Regions from separate parts of the Rattus norvegicus genome. Here region 2 is linked to region 1. A link is a contact called in public Hi-C data. All regions are on one chromosome and are shown on one strand. The core of a region is the stretch at or near the end of the contact, and the rest is flanking DNA. Distances in the headings are between cores, read along the strand shown. Region 1 holds the start of Ptprm (protein tyrosine phosphatase, receptor type, M). Region 2 holds the start of Lrrc30 (leucine rich repeat containing 30).

Region 1 (3,853 bases), core at 845-3,344:
CCAACCTGAAACAGCCTTCAGCAGCTAGCAGGTACCTTCTCTGTGGCTTGCGGTAATTGTATTGTTGAAGGAGGGAGGAGGGCAGCATTTGAAATGTAAAAAAAAAATTAATTATTAATTAAAGAAAGAATTGGCACATAATTAATTAACTAAGATTTGACCCATGTGATGAATGAATTTTACTGGATACCAATCTCTTCATCCAACTTAAAGATGTTACAGGGAAATCAATGAGACCACAGTTGGTTTTTACCTTTTTATAACATTGGGGTGGGGGTGGGAGTGGGGGTGGAGGTGTCTGTCACCATCCGCTTTTAAAAAGCAAATCTGAATTATCTTATACAATGTAATTTTCTCAAAAAAAAATAAAAGGTCAGGTTGCAGATTAGAACTAAGTCACTTGTTGATTTTTCTTGAATTAAGCATGAGACTTCAAAAATTCCCTTCCAAGCTCACTAGAATTCTGATTAATGCTAGTGGCCTCATAGGATGATGGTAAGTAAATGGTTAACACGGAGACTTGAAGGCCTCATGGGATCCTCCTGGGAATGCCTGAAGAACACGCTGGTTATGTGTTTGGTGTGGCAGACACAGAAGTACCGGGCCACATATGTCTTGAGAAATGATCACAAAAGCCATCTTTGGCTGGTTCTGGGGCCACCGGAAAGCCTTCAACCACCGGAGTGAGAGAGTCCTTTATTTCTTTGGTCTTGAAAGCACCAAAAAAGCAGCCAAGGACTGTGCAAAGGTCCTACAGGAGAGGCAATGTGAGATCTCCAGGCTCCGCGCTGTGGAGCTCTAACCTACTTACATACATCAGAACACAAATTGGGATCTTAGTTTAACCAGCGTGGCCCGCAGTTCGCTTGGTAAATAGCCTACAGGTGCCCTAATGGCGGGACTCAGCAAGATGATGAACAGCTTTTTTAAAAAATTAAAATTAAAAATTTGAATTTTTACTTTCAATTTAATCATTGATAGCGTTTTTGTTCACTTAATAAAATAGTCATCTCGGACCCCAAATGGCGAATTAAAATGTTTCAAGACACCGATTCACTCTCCATTTGCACCAGCTGCAGAAATCGCCGGTTCTGCTCAATCCCTGGTTCCATGCGACTGCTGCCTTCCGAGCTCCGGGCTCCACTGGTGGCGACACCACACAGTGGAGCAGCAGAAGCGCGTCCTGCTCTCCGGGCTCTGGGCTCGGGCACAGAGGCATGCATGCCCCTTGCAAGCTGCAGAACGAGCGGCCCTGGGCGCTGAAGGCTCTGGCTGCTTCCTGGCTCACGAGCCAGCTGCTGCCACCACCACCGCCACCGCCGGAGACACTGCCGCCCCGTGCCTGGCGCGCTCCAACTCCTCACCGCCCGTGACCCGGGACAAACTTCTGGCTGGGGCGCGGTCCCTGTCCCCGAAGCCAGCGTGGGAAACCCGAGGCGCTGCCGGGGCGAGCTAGGGTCGAGGGTGGCGCCCCGGACCGTTGCTCCTGCCCGCCCAGTCCCGCCCGCATCTTGGCGGTGGCCGCCCCACGGAGCCCGCAGGCGCCGCGCAGGCCGAGCTGGCCCCGGGCCGGGGACACGGGCGCTCGCGCCCTCTAGCGGGCCGCGGCGGCTCCGGCCCGGCCGTGACGTGGGCTCCTTCCAGCCGGCCTGCGGGGCATCGCCAGTCAGTCGCGGAGCAGGAGCCCCGCGCGCAGCCGGCGCGGGCTCGGCCTTCGGCGCGCCGCTGCCCGAGGTGGCTGGGGCTGCGGGAGAGGCGGCGGGCTGCAAGCGCGCGATCACAGCCACGGACCCGGCGCCACGGGCGGCTCGGTCCGGATCAGGGGCAGCGCTTAGGCGGGCTGAGCACCGGATCCCAGCGAGGATTTGGACTCCCCGGGCGCGCCCTCCGCTCCCTCTCCCGGCGGCGCCAGACTCTAAGCGGGGGCCAGAGGGAGGGCAAGAGGATCCAGGACGCCGTCCCCACGTCCCGGAGCCCCGGGACTTCGGACTTGTGCAACTGTTGCCACTTTGGGGTCTGGTGTTTCGCTGCTGTCGTATCTACCCTGGAAGCCTGCAGCTTAGGCTCGCGTCCCCCTTGGCTTCCCGAGGCTACCGGCCGCCGCCGCCCCGAGGCGGCCCGGCGCGCACTCGGCACCATGAGGACACTTGGGACTTGCCTGGTGACTTTAGCTGGACTTTTGCTAACTGCGGCCGGGGAGACATTTTCAGGTAAGCGGGACGCCACTATCGTTCCCGGGGCGCCTGAAACGTAGGCGACCCCCGGGTCAGAGAGTCCGAGGCGAGCTTCGGGGCGGGCAGGGTTAGGCAGGACCCGACCCGGCATCGCGTAGCGGGTGAGCGGGGCTGGCGGATGGCCGGAGGGAAAGAGCCGCCGAGCCCCGGCGCCCGCACAGCGCACGCAGGAGCCCGCAGGACAAGCACGGGCACAGGCATAGGCACCTCCATCTCGGCCCCATGTCTCCATAGGGCCTGGACTTGTACATGGGGCTCTGTGTTCCTGGGCGGCCTGGGCAGAAAAGGCAGAAAACTTTGCCTGAAGTTCCCCGCTCTAGCCGCCGGGAGTAGGCGCTGCGCGGGCCTCTCGACCCCGGTGGCGGCCGGGGTGGGCTGCCAGTGCTCAGTTGTGCCCGCAGCGACCTCCAAACCTAGTGGTGTAGCCCGCGACCTCCCCAAACTTGACCTCCTTGCCTCCCCCTGCCCGGCGCGGTGGGCGACCTCAGCGGGTCCCCACGGGTGCAGGGCTTCCCTGTGCCAGCGGTCTCTTTCTGCACCGCGGGAGGTCTCCAAGACCCTAGAGGAATCTGCCTCTCCCCAAGCCCTGGCCACTGTGGCTGGGAGCCCAGAACCCACCCTCGGCCTCCCTAATGGTGTGCAGCGGGGGTTGTGATAACTTGCTAACCCAGCCGGGCTGCGCTGGGATCCCAGCTGAAAGGAGTGGAGCGGACTGGCTGTGTGCACCAAGCCAACCCGAGGCTATGCTCAGTCAGGCTTCGCGAGCCTTGAGGAGCTCTTGGTGGAGACAGAGGGATGTGGACTTGAGTCAGGGTCAGGCGCAAGACCTAAGGTGGCACAGAGTGCCAGGGCTTCTAGGATCTTCTGTCCCAGGAGGACGCACGTGGATGCTTGGCAAACGCTGACAACATGCGCACACTTCCTCGTGTTTGTTAATTTCATGAATGTCCACACGCGATGGTGGCAGTGGAGTTTTACCTTTCTCTTTTAATAAAAAGGCCGCGTTTAACCTTGAACAAGAATTGCAAAGTGGGGTTTTATGTGTTTTCGGGAAGGCTGAATAAATTGGGTTTTTAAAAAAAATTGGTGAAGGGAACTTTCATTAAAGTAAGGAGTGCCGTTTGCAAATATTAAAGGCACATAGACCTCTGGCCAGAGAAAGCATCAGGTTTGACTTTCTGGGCATCGTGGGATGCTGGTCCTTTGAATTCATAGGCACAGAAGGTTCTATCAGGCTTGGTGCTGAGCAGCAAGACCCTTGAGCATAGCTGGTGGCAGAGAAGGAGGAGAGCGGGTACTCAGCTGTACAGTGCCTTGAAAGAAACCCAAACGGCCGCCAACTTCCATAGAGAACCGCGCTTCCTCTAGTTTAGTATCTCCCTGACAGTGTGGAAATCGCGCTGCTGAAGAGGCTTTGAGGCAGGCACAGCTGTGTGATATAAAGTGGATACAGATTTTGGCTGTGTTCTTATTAGTGAGTAATAAAGGAACGTGTTCAGTTTGGGAGCCTCGTAACTCGGGATGAAAAGCTAAGTTTGAAGAAGGCCTTGGTGATGTTTTCTCATTATTAACATGCCTAAGTCTCTTAGATAGGATTTGTTTAAATTTAAGCTGTGTCG
Region 2 (3,853 bases), core at 353-2,852, 280 kb before region 1:
TTTCCCTTCCATTCACAGAAATAGATAATTTTTAGTATTTTCCACTTGTGCAAAGTGTCCATCTCTACCCAAGCACATTCGTTTGCAGTGCTGCCAGAACAGGCATTGGACGGCATAGCTCAACCTCAGATGTTTGCTTTGCTCACAGATCTGAGGACAGAATTCACTGAGGTCAGGTGATCCTCCTGGGAGTCCTCTTCTGAGCTTATGGAAATCTGTCTTCTCCTCACTGGGTCCTCATGTGCCTATGTCACTAAATACATTCTGAAAAGTCAGGGTTTCGATTCTGTGAACTTTGCGAGGTACACTTCGGCAACTTATAGGAGCAGCCATGAACCCTGCACACTTAGGGTAGAATTAGCCTTCAGAGAGAGAGAGAGAGAGAGAGAGAGAGAGAGAGAGAGAGTATCAGAGAGACAGAGATAATGAGACAGACACACAGAGAGGTAGACAGAGACAGACAGACACACAGAGAGACAGAGAGACAGAAAAAGACAGAGACAGTAAGAGAGACACAGAGAGAGCCAGACTGAGAGAGAAACAGAGAGATAAAAACAGACTCAGAGAGACAGAGACAATGAGACAGACACACAGAGAGACAGAGACAGACATAGACAGACAGAGACAGAGAAAATCAGAGGCAGAGAGGCAGAGACATACAGAGACAGAGACAGAGAGACAGAGAAAATAAAAGATAGAGACATACAGAGACAGACAGAGACAGAAAGACAGAGAAAATCAGAGACAGAGACTGAGACAGAGAGAAAATCAGAGACAGAGATAGTAAGAGAGACACACAGAAAGGCAGAGAGACAGAAATGGTAGGTAACCAGGGAATGGAACCACCCCTGAAGAATAATGAGTGTCCTGCACTTGAAGTGTCGCTCTGTCATTTCACAGAGGGACCAGAGCTCCTGTAGTTACAGCAGCAGTGAGGGAAACTGACCCTCCTCACTAAGTCACCCTGGCAGGCACAGTGAGAACCTCTGCCTGGGGCAGGGCCAAGTGTCCGGGCAGCTTTTGCTATTTTTTCACCAGCACAGTTCATTGACACTTGCAGTGGGCACAGTGACAACATCCGATGAGCCCTGGCTCTGGAAACCTAACTCCACCTATAGTGCCCAGGCAAGCTGCAATAGTTGCTCTCTCTGGGATCAGTTCCCTCAGCCAGGGATCGCTGTTGGTGCAGTCAGCTGTATTTTCTACTTTGTTTCTTTTTCTAGCCGCATTTGTTAATCACCCTGCTCAACTGCGATACCAAAGAAGAGCCGAGAGAGCAGTTATATGAAACCTCTCCTGTAACCTGTGAGCACATACCAGGTCAGTAATACTCCAGCAGAATGACAGTGACAGCTGTCTTGTGGTGCACAGAGGGAAGTGAGCAGTTCTGTTTGGAAGCCTCAGGGACAAGGCTACTATTACAGCCTGTCCACTCAGAGAGAAACCACATCAGCACACCCCCAGGACCAGGCACAGCTCTCGGGCAGCCACGCAGGTTTCTGACTTGGTCATCTGCAAGGCCTGGTAAGACAAACTCCATCCATGCTAGGATCCCCTGGCCATATTCTGTCTTCGCCTCCGCACTGCCACTGCCCGCCACAGTCTGACCTTTGGGAGATCAGGCAGGACAAACATCTAACCTTGAAGGAGGAAAGGAAGATCCGATGGGGGTCAAACAGTCCAGGGCCAGCTCCGATGACAAGGACCCCAAGAGATTTCTGGTGGGGAAGAGGCAGAAGTTCTCCTCGTGGGACGATACCCTGCTCTTGGGGAAGGACCCACGGTCCCTGCTGAAGCGCGGCATGCGTCATGTCAGCTTTAGCCTAGTCACGAAAGGGATGACAGACATCCCAGATTTTCTGTGGGGCTTGCTGGAAGTCCAGAAACTCAATCTGTCCCACAACCAGCTCCGAGTGCTACCCCCTGAGGTGGGCAGGCTGACCCGGATCGTGGTCCTAAACTTGTGTGGGAATTGCCTCAAGAGTCTCCCCAAAGAAGTCAGTCTCCTCCAGAGCCTCAAGGTCCTCTTCCTCAACATGAACTGCCTGGCGGAGGTGCCGGCCGAGCTCAGCCTTTGCAGGAACCTGGAAGTGCTGAGCATGTCCCACAACTGCCTGTCCCAGCTCCCGGCCAGCTTTGCGGACCTCGCCAGACTCCGGAAGTTGAACCTCAGCAACAACTACTTCGCTCACATCCCCCTCTGCGTGTTCTCTCTGAAGGAACTGGACTTCTTGCACGTGGGCTCCAACCGCCTGGAAAACATCGCGGAGAGCATCCAGTGCCTGGCTAGCTTGCAGATCTTCATCGCAGAGAGCAACAACATCCACTCCTTCCCCAGGTCGCTCTGCCTAGTCACCAGCCTAGAGCTGCTGAACCTGAACAATAACGACATCCAGACCCTCCCAGATGAACTCTACCTGCTGTGCAGACTGGGGAGGATTGCGTGGAATCCCATGGACAAGGGGCTGCACATTTCCCATAATCCTTTATCCAAGCCCCTGCCGGAGCTGGTGGAGGGCGGCCTGGAGATGCTTTACAGCTACCTGAAGGACAAAAAGCACAACTGAGGCGGATGTCAGACACATGGACAAGGGTCAGCTCATGCAGCTTCTGTTAGCTGGGGTCCGTCTCTAGTTTAAACCTTCTAATGTAGTGTCTGTCAGCGCTGGGCTCCCATGTGATAAGCTGCTGTACAGCATTGGCCCAGGTGAGACATTTGCTTTTAACCTTATCCGTCCTTAGTATCCTGGTATCCCTGACCAAGAAAATACGTTCATCTCACCCAAAGCCTGACTTGAAGCAGGCTTTTGGGTTTTACCAAAAGGAACAAACTACTCAAATGGCAAGACTTAGCTCTTGGTAGTATGAGTGATAAGTCAAACTTGATGTAATTCCAAGATCAAATATATACTTCTATGTCCCGTGTGCCAAGTGTGGTGGAAAGGGTGGAAACTGTCTACTTTCTGGGTATTTTATACTCCAACTGGTAACTGGTAACCAGTAACTGGCAGTGAGGTGGCAACAGCAAGACAGGTTCCTGTGTCAGCCCCAAGCAAGCTTCCTTCAAGGTGAGAGGGTAAAGAGGAGCAGGCTCAGTGCTGTCTGGGACCAAAACAGGCAAAGCTGTCCCTTTGGGTTTTGGGGAAATGATCATAGGAACTATTCCTTTATGATGCCTACAGGATCTGTATCGGGCTATTTATGGTTGTGTGTGCTGGTTTCAACCAGATGGCATCATGACTTTCAGGGAATAAACAAGATGGTCTCAGTGTGGAGCCTCAGTCTTCTTTCCAGTCCCTTCCCCAACAGTTGCCCCTTTCTGCTTTCGCTATTCCCTCAAAGACAAGGTAAGCCATGGGGAGAACAGCCAAGAGGTGGGAAGGAAGACAGGATAAGGACAAGGCATGTACACAAAGTAATTACCCTTCAACGTTTTGGGAAAGGTGGCTATTCGCCACTTAAGTCTCACATAGGGTATGTAAGCAAACATCTCCACTGAGGTCCTAAGCTGTTCTCTGTGTTGATTTTAAGAGGGTTTGGCTGTTAGCCAAATGGATGCAAGGGCAAGTCTTGACAGTGAGCCTGGGTCACATGATCAGGCTGCCCTGTGGCAGCCAGATGCCCTGGGATGTCAATATTAAAGAGTTAGGACGGAGGGACTAGAGAGATGGAGCTTGTTCTTGAGAGGACCTGGGGACTGTTCACAGCACCCATATGGTAGTTCAAAACTGTAACTCCAGTTCCAGGAGATCAGATGTCCTCTTCTGGCATCCTCCGGCACCAGGCTGCACACCGTACACACACATACATGCAGGCATGACACTCAAACACATAAAACAAATCAAAATATGTA

Evidence for each region. A called contact is a pair of places that touch in the nucleus more often than the background predicts.
Region 2: a contact with region 1 is called in a Hi-C map of liver, with 7 times the contacts expected there. The contact joins the promoter of Lrrc30 here to the promoter of Ptprm in region 1. A contact is called at or near these places in 3 of 12 Hi-C or Micro-C datasets (hepatocytes, liver and psoas muscle).

The regions. Positions count from the first base shown.
Region 1 is chr9:114,788,718-114,792,570 of GRCr8, reverse strand. Ptprm (protein tyrosine phosphatase, receptor type, M) reads left to right here and starts at 2,094. Exons shown (of 33, transcript NM_001168632.1): 1 at 2,094-2,210. The coding sequence starts at 2,138.
Region 2 is chr9:115,070,680-115,074,532 of GRCr8, reverse strand. It overlaps Lrrc30 (leucine rich repeat containing 30), which reads left to right and starts at 1,602. Exons shown (of 1, transcript NM_001399306.1): 1 at 1,602-3,270. The coding sequence starts at 1,665. The coding sequence ends at 2,567.